Regions from separate parts of the Mus musculus genome. Here all the other regions are linked to region 1. The links are chromatin contacts, called in public promoter capture Hi-C maps. All regions are on one chromosome and are shown on one strand. The core of a region is the stretch at or near the end of the contact, and the rest is flanking DNA. Distances in the headings are between cores, read along the strand shown. Region 1 overlaps Sgms2 (sphingomyelin synthase 2). Region 2 overlaps Sgms2 (sphingomyelin synthase 2). Region 3 overlaps Hadh (hydroxyacyl-Coenzyme A dehydrogenase).

What was found. Promoter capture Hi-C pulls out the DNA fragments that hold promoters and counts their contacts. Capture Hi-C pulls out chosen DNA fragments and counts their contacts.
Region 2: a contact with region 1 is called in a promoter capture Hi-C map of liver. The contact joins two enhancer-like sites. A contact is called at or near these places in 5 of 39 promoter capture datasets (the C10 cell line, the HPC-7 cell line, cranial neural crest and 2 more), 1 of 15 datasets of contacts at CTCF or cohesin (the NIH/3T3 cell line), 3 of 484 Hi-C or Micro-C datasets (bone marrow-derived macrophages, embryonic fibroblasts and embryonic stem cells), 14 of 115 datasets of contacts at active chromatin or transcription factors (bone marrow-derived macrophages, double positive thymocytes, embryonic fibroblasts and 8 more) and 3 of 9 other capture datasets (adipose tissue, liver and pancreatic islet).
Region 3: a promoter capture Hi-C map of liver shows a contact between it and region 1, with 2.3 times the contacts expected there. The contact joins two enhancer-like sites. A contact is called at or near these places in 1 of 39 promoter capture datasets (liver), 1 of 115 datasets of contacts at active chromatin or transcription factors (memory CD8 T cells) and 1 of 9 other capture datasets (adipose tissue).

What each region holds. Positions count from the first base shown.
Region 1 is chr3:131,345,983-131,350,785 of GRCm38.p6, reverse strand. The region is part of intron 1 of Sgms2 (sphingomyelin synthase 2); the gene reads left to right. Among named protein-coding and RNA genes, the nearest start is that of Cyp2u1, 45 kb to the right of the region's middle. Within about 2 kb of position 2,380, at least 28 of the 459 cell types and tissues checked have an H3K27ac peak or open chromatin away from gene starts, as enhancers often do. A contact at or near this core is called in lineage negative bone marrow cells and liver, where this site is marked.
Region 2 is chr3:131,463,634-131,468,436 of GRCm38.p6, reverse strand. The region is part of intron 1 of Sgms2 (sphingomyelin synthase 2); the gene reads left to right. Among named protein-coding and RNA genes, the nearest start is that of Sgms2, 24 kb to the left of the region's middle. Within about 2 kb of position 2,691, at least 39 of the 459 cell types and tissues checked have an H3K27ac peak or open chromatin away from gene starts, as enhancers often do. A contact at or near this core is called in lineage negative bone marrow cells and liver, where this site is marked.
Region 3 is chr3:131,243,686-131,248,488 of GRCm38.p6, reverse strand. Hadh (hydroxyacyl-Coenzyme A dehydrogenase) reads left to right here. Exons shown (of 8, transcript NM_008212.4): 3 at 1-73; 4 at 3,203-3,329. Among named protein-coding and RNA genes, the nearest start is that of Hadh, 26 kb to the left of the region's middle. Within about 2 kb of position 2,483, at least 48 of the 459 cell types and tissues checked have an H3K27ac peak or open chromatin away from gene starts, as enhancers often do. A contact at or near this core is called in liver, where this site is marked.

The sequences.
Region 1 (4,803 bases), core at 1,131-3,630:
TTAGAAAATTGTGCAAGGATCGTGAATGCCTAGTTTTGGAACAAGCCTGTTGCCTCAGAGAGAAACTGAAACTGCATGCGGCCTTTCTCCATTCCTGCCTATGATCCCAGATAAACAGGTTAGCTCCCATCTCTACTGATGGGAACTAATTCTCTTTCTCTCATACCGACTAGGTACAGACTGAAATAACCCATCCACCTAAAAATGTATGCTCCAGAAGGAAAAACATCTCATCTCTACCACATTTAACCCCACATTACTACAGGCAGATAGAATTGACTAGAATCAGCTTTTCAGTTATATTTTTTACATTAAAAAATGATTAAGGGTATTTACAAAATAAAGTGTCACAAGAGCCAACTTTCCTAATTGGAATAATGTTCTATTGAAAATATGTAGGACCTCATGGGTGTCCAAAACTTAGGATCTAAGCTGGAAGTGGTGGCAGCCTGTAGTTCCAGCACACAGGAGTCTAAGCCAAGAGGACCACTGGTTCAAACTTAGCCTGGGCTACATATGGAGTTCCAGGCAAGTGTGGGATATATGGAGAGACCCTGTTTCAAAACACAAAATAACTAAGACAACTTGAGATCTGGCAGGGTGTTTGACAAGCTATGCTTGTTGGCAAAGCATCCTAAAACACATGACAGTTTTCAATAAGCTGTGGCTTGGCTACCTTTAGAGTTTTCAGGAACTCGTTGATACAATCATAATACAAACGTATGCTTTGGGGTAGTGTCTCAAGCAACGCAGGCTGGCTTTGAACTTGCCGTGCAGCTGAGGATAACCCTTGAGGGCCCAGCTCCCCTGAGTCCACCTCCCAAGCCCTGGGATTATAGTCGTGTGTCACCAAACCCAGTTTGTGACATGCTGGGGACCCATCCCATGGCTTCATGCACTAGAGACAAGCCACACATAGCCCAGCCTTAAAATAACAAAATAATTGTGGTTGCTTCTGAAGTGGAGTCACGTTCCTCACAAAGTGCCATTGCAGCTGTGAGCTCTGTGTTATTCTTCAGGAGTTTCATGGGGACGTGAAGCTCAAAGTTAGGATGTCCTGCTCTTTAAGCTTCAAGTCAGGAAATCTTCCATCCATCCGGATCCTGTTAACATAGAATAATAATATACCTGTATTATAAATTTAACACAGTGACTTATTAATTAAACTAAATTCAATTAATGTGGTGAATATAGATGCTAGGCAAGCTGTTAGCAATTTCCTTTTGCTCTCCCAAAACGACTGTGTGTGTGCGCGTGTGGTGTGTGTGTGTGTGTGTGTGTGTGTGTGTGTGTGTGTGTGTTGTTTTCTAGTGCTGGGGATTGAACCTTGGGTCTCCCTCGTGCTGAGCAAGAATTCTGCCCTTCAGTTCCATGCCTAGCCTCAATATTGATATTTGCTATTTAGAGAACTTTCCTATGCGCTTATGTCTCTATGGTGGGAAAAACAAACAAACAAAGAAAAGCAAGCCTGATATTTGTTGCTTGGTCTTTTCATTGGCTGTATCGCTCACCTATTAGAATGTCCTACCCTGGAGTCAGTCGTGTGCCGTAAGAAAGGAAACCTCCTGAGGTCAGAGTCCTGGCATAAATCTGCCCGTCCATGCATGTGACGCCTTCATGATAAGGTTTATTAACTGGGTAAATACAGCTTTAAAAATATATCTAAGTTTATGTGTGTGCTTTAGTGTTTAAAAGAATTTAATCTATTAAAGATAGATGCTAAACCTCCATCAGGTTTAAGATTTGCTGTTTCCTTTCTGACCTTGGGCAACTCGCTTTGCCTCTTTTCTTTTTTCTCTTTTCTTTTTTCTTTTTTTAAATTGAGCTTACAATATTTCCTAGGGTAGTTGTGAGTGGTTAAAACAGACACCAACAAAGTACCTGACACGCAAGTAAGCTTTGCTTGAATCGGTTGCATTTTCTAGCTATTTAACAATGCCTGCTTCTGTAATGGCTTTCTGGTGACTAATGAGTTTTCCTTGGTCAGGTTTGACAAAGTTTTGGGGCTATTGAAACCTCAGTAGGTTCTTTGTTTCATTTCCTTAAGATCTAAGCTTAAACTGTAGAGTCTCCTGCACCATAGAGCTCGGTATGAACATGTGCTTGTTTGTAATTTCAGTTTTCTGTAGGATCAGGTTTTCTCTGATGGAGGTTTAGCATCTATCTTTAATACATTTAAATTCTTTTAAACATTAAAGCTCACACATAAACCTAGATAAGATTTTTTAAAGCTGTATTTACACAGTTAATATGCCTTATCATAAAGGCATCACATGTATGGCAGGGCAGATTTACAGGTCTAATAAACAGAGCCTTTCTCGACCTTGGACTTTATGCCACATCGCCTCTACAAATGTGTTTACCCAGCTTCCCATCAGTCCTGCTGAAGGAGGCCCTTGGGAGTGGGTGGCCTTCCAAAGTCCTACCTTAGCTTGCCACCCGACTCTGTATCCCATGCCCCCTTTCCCAATTTGTTTATTGTATACCCCCTGCTAGGAATTGCTGATGCTCTACTGTCTGTCTAGGTTGAATTCCCACTTAGCTATATGCTGTACTAGTTTAGTAATTATGTATCTCTTTGGTAAGCTTACAGTTATTAAACACGTTTGCCCTCCCTTATCCTAAGCCTAGGATCAGAAAGGTTTCTAGTGGGGGTGGGGGGGAGGCCATAAGGGTGGAGAGAGAGAGAGAGGTCAGCCCTGCCTTTAAGGATGCTTGCTGCCTTTAAGACAACTGACATTAAGCCAGTCACAACGGCTTGTTAACTGCAGCTGCAGGGGATCTGTCGCCCTCTTGTGGCCTCTCTAGGCACCTGCACACATGTAGCATACACATTAATCAAAGCAATTTTTTTTTTTTTTAATGCTTTGGATTGGGTATTTTTTTTTTTTTATTTTGGAACATTAGTATATACATGATGATGTTTCTCAGAGGTGGAATCCCAGCCTAACTCTAAATTTATTTACTCTTCTATGTACCTTACATATGCAACTGGGGGTGATTTTATACAGTATTTTAATAGTTTTATACAGGAACCAAATGTCTGTGCATTGAACCATGAGAGTTATGGAGTCATGAGAATGCTCAAGATTATTTAGAGTGTTTTCAATATTTCAGAGTTTTTCAGATTAGGAGGAGTCAACCTATCCAACCATCTCACCACACAGTATTTTTTTTTTGACAGTGAGGGAATCCACAATTCTGTGGATTTGTCCCGTATGTTCACGATTTAGCTATTTGCAAACTTTTCTTATAAGTGGATATTGAAAATAATACTTTGTATGCTTCTTATTTCACTGGGAGGCAGGGGCACTGTGTACGCTAAACCCTCAACATAGGAATCAGTGAAAGTGTGAAATGGCAGTCGCTTCGTGTGGTACAACAGCACGGACCTATGCCATTGCCAATTTTAAATTCCTATTTCAGAACTCTTCAGAGTATGGAGAAAGCCTACTGGGATTGTTAAAATGGAATGACTAAATGGTGTATGAATACGACAGCATCAAACCCTTACCTGCATACCTACCAGACAGTATCAAACCCTTACCTGCATACCTACCATCGTCGCCTCCTTCCTTCAGGGGTGGTTGGTCTTTCTTTTCTTTTCTGATCAGTGCTGTTCTCTTCATATCAATTCCAAATATTGTCTCTTAATTATGAGATTTTGAGGACAGTTTTGTCCTTTGACGTGGGGTACAAATCCAGTAGCTTGAGGTCAGGTAATAAGCATATTTATATTAGGTTTTCAAAGCTGATTATTTTATAGGGTGTGTCATAAAACATGCATGTGCATTTAATTTGTAAATAGATCTTCCGGTTGGCTGATGTGTGCGTGAGAAGTCTGCTTTCACGTGTACATGGTTTGTGCCTTTCATTAACGTCTCCGTTGCTCACTTGCCTTGGTGTGCTGGATAGCTTGATGCCAGCTTGACACATGCTAAAGTCACGTGAAAGGAGCCACCCTCAGTTAGAAAATGCCTCCCTCATATTGGCCATAGGCAAGCCTATAAGGAATTTTCTTTTTCCTTTTTTAAGATGTTATTTATTTTATGTTTATGAGTACACTGTGGCTGTCTTCAGACACACCAGAAGAGGCATCAAATCCCATTATAGAAGGTTGTGGGCCACCATGTGGTTGCTGGGATTTGAACTCGGGACCTCTGGAACCACTAAGGCATCTTTCCAGCCCGGGGGATTTTCTTAATAGTGATTGATGGGGGAGGGTCTAGCCCATGTGAGTAGTGTCATTCCTGGTCTGGTGGTCCTGGGTTCTATAAGAAAGCAAACTGAGCTAACCATGAGGAGCAAGCCAGTAGCAGAAACCCCATCACCACCACCAAATGTGGTCTCTGCATCAGCTCCTGCCTCCCGGTTCCTTCCCTGCCTGAGTTCCTGTCCTGACTGCCTACAGAGTCACTTATTACACTTCTATAATGTAGAAGTGTAAGCCAAATAAGCTCTTGGTTTACTGAGTAGAAGACTGTTCAGTAGTTAAAAAGGACAGACATGAGATGTAGGAACCCAGTATCTGATGTATAATTTAACCAGGGATTCTAAAGTTAGCAGTGCAAAGCCAAGCAGCAATGAGATGCATTCCACAGGATATCACGTCTCATAAAACACAGCTAAGCGTGATGTTGACACCGAGAGAGCATAGCGGTACTACTCCAGTTCCTGGCACTGGATACCTTTACCAGCAAAATAAATACTGAAATTGATCAAATGTCCCTGTTGCTTCACTCCATTACTTAAAAAAAAAATTGTGTGTATAGGTGGTGAAAAGCATGTACGTACCTGTACCAT
Region 2 (4,803 bases), core at 1,442-3,941, 120 kb before region 1:
TTCTGAAGGTCACAGGGCGTATCTTCTGATGGACCCATGCCGTGTCCCTCAGGAAGCCCCTTTGCTCCTGTCTCTTGGTATTCACCATTAGAAGGCGGCTCACCATGTATCATTACATGCCACCAACGTAAAGTATAGACTAGGAGGCCAGGGGCAGAGCGTTTGTGTGGGTGAACCCTTTGGTTCAGTCGTTAGCACCACAGAAGGGAAAATGGGGAGGGGATGTATGAACGAGTGGTCTGCTTTTGCTGGAAAGACAACACGTGCATGCATTTCTTGGCTCCCTTGGAACCAATCATTCACTCTCAGGAAAGGTTAAGCAAAGATGTATAAGGATCCTCCTACCTGTTAGATGCTGTAGAGGGGCGAGAAGAAGCCTCAGGGCATGGCACATGGGCGAAGTCACATACTTCTCCTGAAGGTGCCTTTATTATCAGATCAAGATTGCTGGAAAATGATATTCTTGGCATCACACAAAGTAACACCCGAACAAAGCAAAATTAACCCAGCAAGGCAAATTTCATTTTGTCAAAAGGATACAGCACGACCCTGTCTGGGTTAGCATGCACATGGGCCCTGGGGGAGGGCCATCCCCGTAATCTTGTGCTAATGTAGGTGGTGACCGTGTCTCATCTGATGCTGTGGGCTAGTTCATAATCTGTGTAAAGGAAATGAAGGAAAGGGGGAAAGGGTGGGCAGCTTGGGTCATCAAGTTCCTGGGAATGCAGCAGAGGCCTTTATGCAAACAGAAGTTTTACCAGGTAGGCAGCATTAAAGATATGAAGGTAGATAGATGGATGGATAGATAGATGGGTGGATAGATGGATGGATAGATGGATAGATAGATAGATAGATAGATAGATAGATAGATAGAGACTTATTGAATATTGATCTTTGGACTAACCACCCTTGATTAACCGTTTCTCACAAGATAATGTCCACGATGACTCGTCTGTTTGCTAATCATCAAAGTCATTTAATGTCCCTGCCAGAAGTGAAGTAAAGAGACCATGTGTCTCAATTTGACTATCAGACTACTGCAACAATGAACCCAAAGACATGAGATTTCCCTATGAATCTCAATGTTGGGGGAAGGAAAGGGCTCCAACTGGAGGAGACTTTATCTCCTGGAAAGTCATTTCACCCAGCTCTGACAACTCACCAGATCACCTCATAGAATGAAACTCAAGTTCAGACAGCGAGGGGTTAAGGGTGGATGGGACCACCCCGACTGGACCTAAGAGACAGATCTGAGGAATTCAACTAGTTCTCTTTGTCCCTCTCCCCATTGTAACCTTATTGAAGAAATCTTTTTTCTTTCTACTATATTTTAGACAGTTTTTAACAACTCATTTATTTGTGTGTGTATGCGTGTGTGTGCTTGCGCGTGCGTACGTTTATCTGCATCACGTGCATCCTGGTTCCCCCGTGGGCCAGAAGGTGGTGTGGATCTCCTGGTGCTGGAGTGGCTGTGAGCTGCCCCGTGTGAGTGCTGAGAATAGCCCGGTTCCTCCACAAGAGCCATAAGCTCCCTAACCACTGAACCATCACTCAGCCCCTCTCAGCTTTCTGGTTTTAATTTAACGATTTGAATTGGGTTACTGAGGGCAGAAGACAACTTGTAACCCTCAGGTTAGATAACAGTCTCAACCTTCCCCTCTTTCGCTGACCCTGCTATCTAAGGGGAGAGGTAGACCCTGGCTATGTATGATTCAAGGCCAAGCGTGTCTGAGTTGCCCTGACAGCCCAGTTGTGTCCAGTGACCACCTGACAGTCCATTGGAACTTGTGTGGACCCAACTCCCCCAGCAGGCCCTCCCCCAGTCCCTCCCCAGTCCCCTCCATCATCTCCAGATGAGCCTGCCCACCCGCACTCATGTTCATAACACCAGGCTTCTGAGTGTCTTGTGCCATCTTCCTTTACCTTACTCAAAATCCAGTTGCAAAATCTCCTCCTGCCCACAACTCACTTCTGGTTTTCCTCTTCCCTTTTCTCCGGTTATTCCTGCTGTCTTAGTTTTTAATTTCCGTTTGGACAGCAAATAGCGCTGAGGTCCCGAGAGCTCCATTTCTTTACTTCCATTGCGCTGACACACGCCCTCCCTCCGGAACTTAAGGATGTGAAAGTTTCCCGTGTGAAATACATCTCTATAAATCTGCCACCATGGTTCGTTTTTGGGGATTCCTTTGAAGGAATGTTGGAGCCTTGCAGGGCATAGATGTCTGAGATGGATGTTGCTGAAGCCATGTTAACCCCAGAAGAAGCAAATTGCTCTAACTAGTGAGAAGGCCCAGCAAGAAACATCTCAGAAACCTTACAAGGATAAACAACAGGGCTGGGACTGTAATGGGCTGTGGGTAACTACAGGAAGTGGATTGCTAACCAAGGGAATGTAGCAGATACGGTCCTGCATGCGGGGAGGGAGACCCATAGCTCTTAAATCCTTGAAGGGCAGAATTCAGTCAAGAGCCAGTTTAATAGAAGTTTATTTAGCTAAGATATGGTTAAGTTAGAATAGCTAAACAGCCTTCTAAAGAGGGGTTGTCATGCACTACCCCAAGACAGACAGCAGCCCATGGGTTCTGTGTAAGGATTTTGGCATTTTATGGATATGTATGAGGTGAGCGCTAATGCATCCAGGCCCTCTGGGCCTAAGTGCACAAGTGTCACAAGCCACTGGAAAGCCTTGCCAAGCAATGCCAGCAGGAGGAAGCCAGAGTCCTGCTGTCAGGGGTCAAGGCAGCTTGAATCACAGTCACAGCCTTTCCTCTTGATGGTCAGCTCTACTACCTCATACCCAGCTGCTAGCCCTTTAATTTACCTTCCTCTGTGTTCCCAACCTCCCTGTTCTAACCCTACCATCTTAACATTTATTTTATTTAAACATGTGTTTTTACTGTAATTTAATTACCTTCAAGACAGAGCTCTATCATGTATAAGGAGTCGAGAGTCCTCGTTCTTGGATGGTTAGTGCAGTGTTTGTTTATCCTGCTGAGATACTTAGAGCAACCATCTCATACTTGTTAACCTGGTGGGTTAAACATACCACTGGATTCCCTCTGGCTTAGAATCCATATTTGCTGATATTACTCTGTCCCTGCCAAAGATCTCCTCTACCTGGGCAGAAGGGACCCACGGGTAAATTTGTTTCTCTCTTCATATTTAGTAATTCTTTCTTGACTCATTTTTACTTTGAGCTTCATTTCTCTTTCTCTGTTTTGGTTTTAAAAAGCTGTATTATGTAGCCCAGGCTGGCCTTGGGTTTCCGATATAGCCTTTGAACTCCCGGTCCGACATCCTCTCTCCCTTCCAAGTGCTAGGGTGACTGGTATGTCACTGTGCTTGGCTTCACATCTGGTTTCAAACACAGGCTTTATTTTTTATTTAAGGAAGAGTAGCAGTCATAGTGAGAATCCGTACTTTAAATCTCTCAACTATGTAATTAAGCTATATTTAATCAGAGCGGTGGGCCACCTCAATGCTTGGTGGTAGGACCACAAGTGGCATCTTGCTGAAAAGAAAACTTTTAATAAGCTGGACTGAGAATTTTTATTTCTTCAGCAGCATGGGTTCTCTAACATGTAGTGAAGACAAGGAAACTGAGGCTTACTGTTTCAGTCCTCAGTGTATGGTGATGACTGGGTGCTTCTGTAGAGACGTGCTGTGGCTGCCATGTTTGGAAGTCTGTCTTGGAAGCTTTCTTCCCGCCTTTCTCATTCTTTCCCTTTTCTTCCTTTTCTTCGTCTGCAGGTGTGTTGTCTCTTTTTCTTTTTAGTTATGGTAGCAGCCCTTGTTTAAGAAAACTTGGTTCCTGACTAAGAGGAATGTGTAAATAATTTATAAATTGGTGTTCTCTGTAGTCATCTTGATATTTACACATGAAGCTTTCAAGAGACAGGAGAGGGGACTGACGAGATGGCTCAGTGGTTGCGAGCACTTGCTTGTCTTACAGAGGACTTAGGCTCAGTTCCCAGCACCCACCTCAGGCACGACTCTCAAGCATCCGTGATCCTAAGGGAATCTGCTGACCACTGCAGGCACGCATGTGGTGAACATACATACATGCCTGCAGGCAAAACACTCATGCATATAAAGGAAAATAACAAAATCTAAACCAAGGAAAAGAAACGGGGTATAGGGAGACACCTAACGTTGTTCTCTAACCACGAGGATATCAGGAACCTCTTACCAGTCACAATATCACATGGTACAGGAATGTTCAATTATCCCCTTGTATTTACCACAACACAAGTGGGGTTTTTTTAGCTATTGTGCACTTAATTAGTGTGCTTTTCACTGTCGCTAACAATGTCCTGGTAAATATGTTCCTCTAAATTTTGTTCATATTTGTAAAACCTAAGACTTATTTTATTTTACAGCTGAATAGCAGCTTGATAGTTTGGGGTTACTTAATGACTAATTATTATGTGAGAAATAGTAATTTCTAAAAATTTGAGTCTCTCTGCTCACCAGTCAGATTAAAAACATGTTCAGTTCCAGTGTTGAAATGGGGTTTCCCCCTCTTGTAAAGATTTCTGGATGTTTGTTAAAAATGTCAAATAGTTTACTTTTCGCTGTTAGACTTTGGGACATTCTTGCGGCTTCTAACTTTTTTCCTCTGAAGGGTTTAGAAGGTTGTATCTAAGCACAATTTTGTGCCAAGGAGGGAAAAGCCAGACTGAGCCAGGGAGGGCGCAGACACTGGAGAAAGCAGGGGCCGTAGGCCACGGACTGGTAATCTCGCCCAAAGCCTTCTCTCTGGGCTTTAAACATGAAGAGATGATGGGTGGCCTCCTGTTCCTG
Region 3 (4,803 bases), core at 1,234-3,733, 100 kb after region 1:
TGGTGGAGGCCATTGTGGAGAACCTGAAGCTGAAGAACGAGCTGTTCCAGAGGCTGGACAAGTTCGCTGCAGAGTACATAGCTGAATTTTTTTTTTTTTTGGTTGGCTTCTGAAAGCTCCTTCTCTGACTCTTGAGCCTCCCTTCCCGACAGTAGGCCTGCCTCTCTGCTACCTAACACTTCTCTGTCTTAGTTAGGGCTTCTACTGTTGTGAAGAGACACCATGGCAGTGATAACTCTTGTAGAGGAAATATTTACTTGGGGCTGGCTTGCAGTTCAGAGGGTTGGTCCATTATCATCATGGCGGGAAGCCTGGTGGCCTGCAATCATGTGGTGCTGCACAGGTTCCTGAAAGTTTTATATCAGGATCTTCAGACAGCAGGAAGAGGGAGCCACGAGGCGTGGCTTGACCATTTGAAACCTCAGAGCCCCCTCCTCCCAGTGAGCTTTGACACACCTTTTCCTCTAAGGCCACACCTCCAATAATCCACTCTCTTTGAGTGTATAGGGGCTGTTTGCATTCAAACCTCTGCCATTCTGGATCCTGAGAGGGGCAGGAGCAAAAGGGACCTCAGGCTGCGGTAGGCACAATGAGAACAGACTCTCTGGAGGCAGCTTTCGTGAGACAGCTCATTTAATGTGGGGAACAAAGGCTACTTAAACCTTTGGACAGTGGGTAGCCGCTTTTGGGGTGGGCCTGGGCCAGAACTCTAGAGATGTCTCTTTTAAATAAGGAGGAATTCCAGGTGCCATTGGACGTGACCTTATAAGGCAAGAGGCAGTTCAACCTGGCTACTGGGCTGTGTGACCTCCACCAGGGGGCAAACTGTGAGGGCACAGGGCTATGTGCACGGGGACAGACACAGGCAGGACAGAGAGGAGGAGATTTCCAGGCTTGGACTCGCCTCAACCCCACTCTTGCTCTGGGCCGGCTCACCACAGCTCCATGGCTCCCTGGACCCCCCAGCCTCCGTCACCTCTTTGCAGAACTACTGGGTTTCATCCTGTGTTCCTTGTGCACATGAGGGGTATAACTGCCCATGTCCAGTGTCACACCTGTGTGTTTCCTGCAGTCATTGTGGGACACGGGGAAAGTCTTTTTTTTTTAAAAACAGATTTATTTATTTATTATATGTAAGTACACTGTAGCTGTCCTCAGACACTCCAGGAGAGAGCATCAGATCTCGTTACGGATGGTTGTGAGCCACCATGTGGTTGCTGGGATTTTGAACTCAGGACCTTTGGAAGAGCAGTCGGTGCTCTTAACCGCTGAGCCATCTCACCAGCCCCGGGGGAAAGTCTTAAATAAATGCCTGCTGGGGAGTTCAGAGCGGACCAGACAGAAGGCAAAGCGCCTTTGTGCCATTTTGAACACTTTTCTGTTTTCAATTTTATTTGGGTTTAATTGGAACCCGCTTGAGGGCATTCAGTGAACACCAGGCTTCCTGGGAAGGACAGCAGGAAAGGCAGCCATAGCAGGGTCATGGAGGAGTTGCCAGGCTTGTAAAATGGTACATAGGTAACACTGTAGGGTCACACTCTAGGACCGCCTCTTAGTGTTTGACTCTTAGCTTTTGGCAGTTATGATGACTGGCTGGTTCACTGCCGCGTGCTTATGCCCACGTGATGTGTCTATGGCCCATGGCCGACTTGGCCACACTTCCCTTCTTGGTTAGACTGGAATGGAGTAAAGTTACAAGCAAAAGTCATTTTTAGGGAAGCACCGGTGACCCGTGGCTGAAGGAAACACTTGCACATCAGCTTATGGGGCTGTAAACCCTCAGGTGTGTGTCCTGGTGACCTTCTTGTCCCCTGTACAGCACTCTGCTGGTCATGTGCATTTAGCGCTTCAGAAACAGGACAAAGAGGACACCTGGTACTGGGGTTTGTCTCTCAAGTCAGCACAGAGCCTGGGAAGGCCATCAAACCAAGGCCAGTAACAACAACGTGACTTCACTGTTCTCCTGAAGCAGTCTGACCTTGATGCGAGGTCACCTAGTGGCAGTGAGCATCCAACGCCCCCTGGTGTCAGTGGAGGGTAAGGAGAGGATGGGGGAGGGGCAGTCGGGAGGCTAGGCCAGCTCTACCTTACCTGGGGATGGCCCAAAGTTTCCAGCCTGTGACTGAAGGGTCTTGAGGTAGAAGATTTCAAAGACCTTCCCAGTTGGTACCTTGGATTTTTAAAAAGCCCGCCCCAGAGGTTGGATCTGTTAGTGCCTGACCTTAAGCCTCGGATACCTTCGTCCCTTACCTACCTACCCACTTAGTCTACACACACACACCAAAGACGGTCTTCTTCTGTAGTCCAAGGTGACAACCTCCAACCCACAATCCTGCCTCAGCCACCCAGGTACTAGGTGTATATGTGTATTTGGATACTCACAGGCGTCTCTCTTTTCCAAATTACTGATTTCTTTTTGCCCCAGCTGGTTTCTTCCTGCCAGCCCCTGACTTTGGTCAGCAACCCTAGAGAGAATATGGTCAGTAGGGGCCACTGTCCTTGGGTAGTAGGACCAGATCCAACTGTGCTAAAGGGCATCCTACTGGTTTGTAAGTTATCCACAAGGTGGCGCTGTAGGAACGGGATTTGCCTTGGTGCCTTTGGCAGCCTCACTTTATTTCTGGTCTTAGCAGATGAAGTTTTGAGAAGAGAATTGGATTTGGTCTCTGACAGTATGTGATTTGCAAGTTGATAAGTTAAGGTTCTATATGCATAAAATAAGACAAGTGTGTTTTCAGGATAGCCTGTAAAACGGAGGTCTGTGAACATGTGTTTTGTGTGTGTGTGTGTGTGTGTGTGTGTGTGTGTACTCTTCTGTCCCAGGTTGTCTGAGACTAAACTTCCCTTTCGGCCATGTTCAAAGCCTGTGTCTTCATTTCCATTCTTGTCTAATGACCAGGTTAAAGCTCTGCACTAGAGGGGGAACTGTTCTATGCTCCTGGGGGCGCAGCTGTGTTTCTCTGAGGATTGTTTACAGTTTCAAGTGTCTGATCACTTCACTGTGCCACGTCTGGTAGATGTGGGGATTTAAATAGAAAACGCAGTCGCTTGGTTTCAGCCTCTCCTGTTGCTGCACCTTCTGACTGACTTCCTCAGCGGGACATGCGGTGGGGTGGGGAGTGGTGGTAGGTCTGCCTCGGGCACCGGGATGATACGGTGCCGTGATGCTGACAATGGGCTCCCGTGTTTCTTCTCTCCACAGACACACCATCTTTGCCAGCAACACGTCTTCTTTGCAGATCACAAACATAGCCAATGCCACCACCAGACAAGACCGATTTGCTGGCCTCCACTTTTTCAACCCCGTGCCTATGATGAAGCTTGTGGAGGTCAGTGGGCATCTGGTCCTGATGTTGCGTGACACGTAACCGGAACCTGGAAGGTCGATACAAAAAAAAAAGCCCCCTTTGTATATCGGTTGTCACAATTGTCCTCTTCAGGAGAGGAAGAAAGGGCAGCTCTTATCTTGGAAGGCTCCTCTACTTTGTTTTTTGTTTTGTTTTGTTTTGTTTTTTTTATGTGCCTGTGTCAGGGCCAATGACAGTGCTGACAGGGACATCAGACTGGGAGGAACACGAGGTCACTGACATGATGAGAGAGACAGGGGAGACCCATACACCTTCATACCGTCTTGCTGAGGTCAGCTTGCTCCATGCTGGAGATACGCAGGTCTTCTCTGACATGGGGTTCTAGCTCGCCTGTCACTCCTGGTGGGAATTCTGGTCCCATGCAGCAGCCCTTCACTACTGTCTCAGCGAGGCACAGTTCCATGCTGTGATCAGAGCTATTAAAAGCAGCTTCCTGCAGTCTTGAGCCTCCTGACCTCAAAGGCGAGTGGTAGAGAGTAGGGGCCAGGCAGGGCTTGCCGGCCTTCCTGTTTGGATTGCTTCTGCTCTCTTGCTGGGAAGCTCAGTGGAGGGAGATGGAGTCAGGATAGACAGTTGGCACCTAACATGTGGTGGCTTGCCCTTTATAGGGGTTAATTAGAGGGTCTCTGGGAGCGACTGCCATTAAAGCAGCATTTGGTCTGAGGTTGGGGAGTTATTGCCGTGCGAAGTGTGGGGGACGCTGTGCTGTGGAGCCAGGCAAACTTCCAGACACTGGCTGGGGCTGCCCTCAGGCTTGTTGATGGCTGCCCTCTCTGTTAGCCCTTTGCCTTCTGTCTCCCGCACTGCTGATGCCCACCATAAGTGTGTTTTATCAGTTCTGGCCTCTCCATATCCACTTTTTTTCTCAAGTGGCTGGTCCAGTCTTTCTGCAGTGGGAATTTTCCTGTCCTGTGACCTTGTTCCTCTGGTCTTCTAGGCTTCTGCTGAAGAAGTAGAAAATGGGCTGGAAAGATGGCTCAGTGGTTAGGAGCACGGGCTACTCTTCCAAAGGACCTGGGTTCAATTCCCATCACGCACACGACAGTTGACTGTAATTCTAGTCCCAAGGGATACCACAGTGTCTTTGGCCTGTTGGGCCAGGCATACGGGCAGGCAAAACACCTATCTACCTAAACTGGATATTTATAAAGAGGGTGAGCAGTGGGAAGAAGAGTCGTGGGAGGTAGAAGATGCAGTTTGCCCTTGCGCAGCAAAGGTAGAGGTGTTTATTCAGCTCTCAGTGATCCGTCGGTTGTAGTTACTGGGTGACGCGTGTTTGCGTTCTGCACACAGTACGCATTCTGTAGTGCTACTGAGAAGCGCCTGAGTTGTTTCTCCTTCGTCTTCTTGAGAAATGTAATGCATTGGTTAACAGGTAATGCTTAGCAAACGTTATCATTTTCTAGAAAATATTCGATACTATTGAGTATTTATA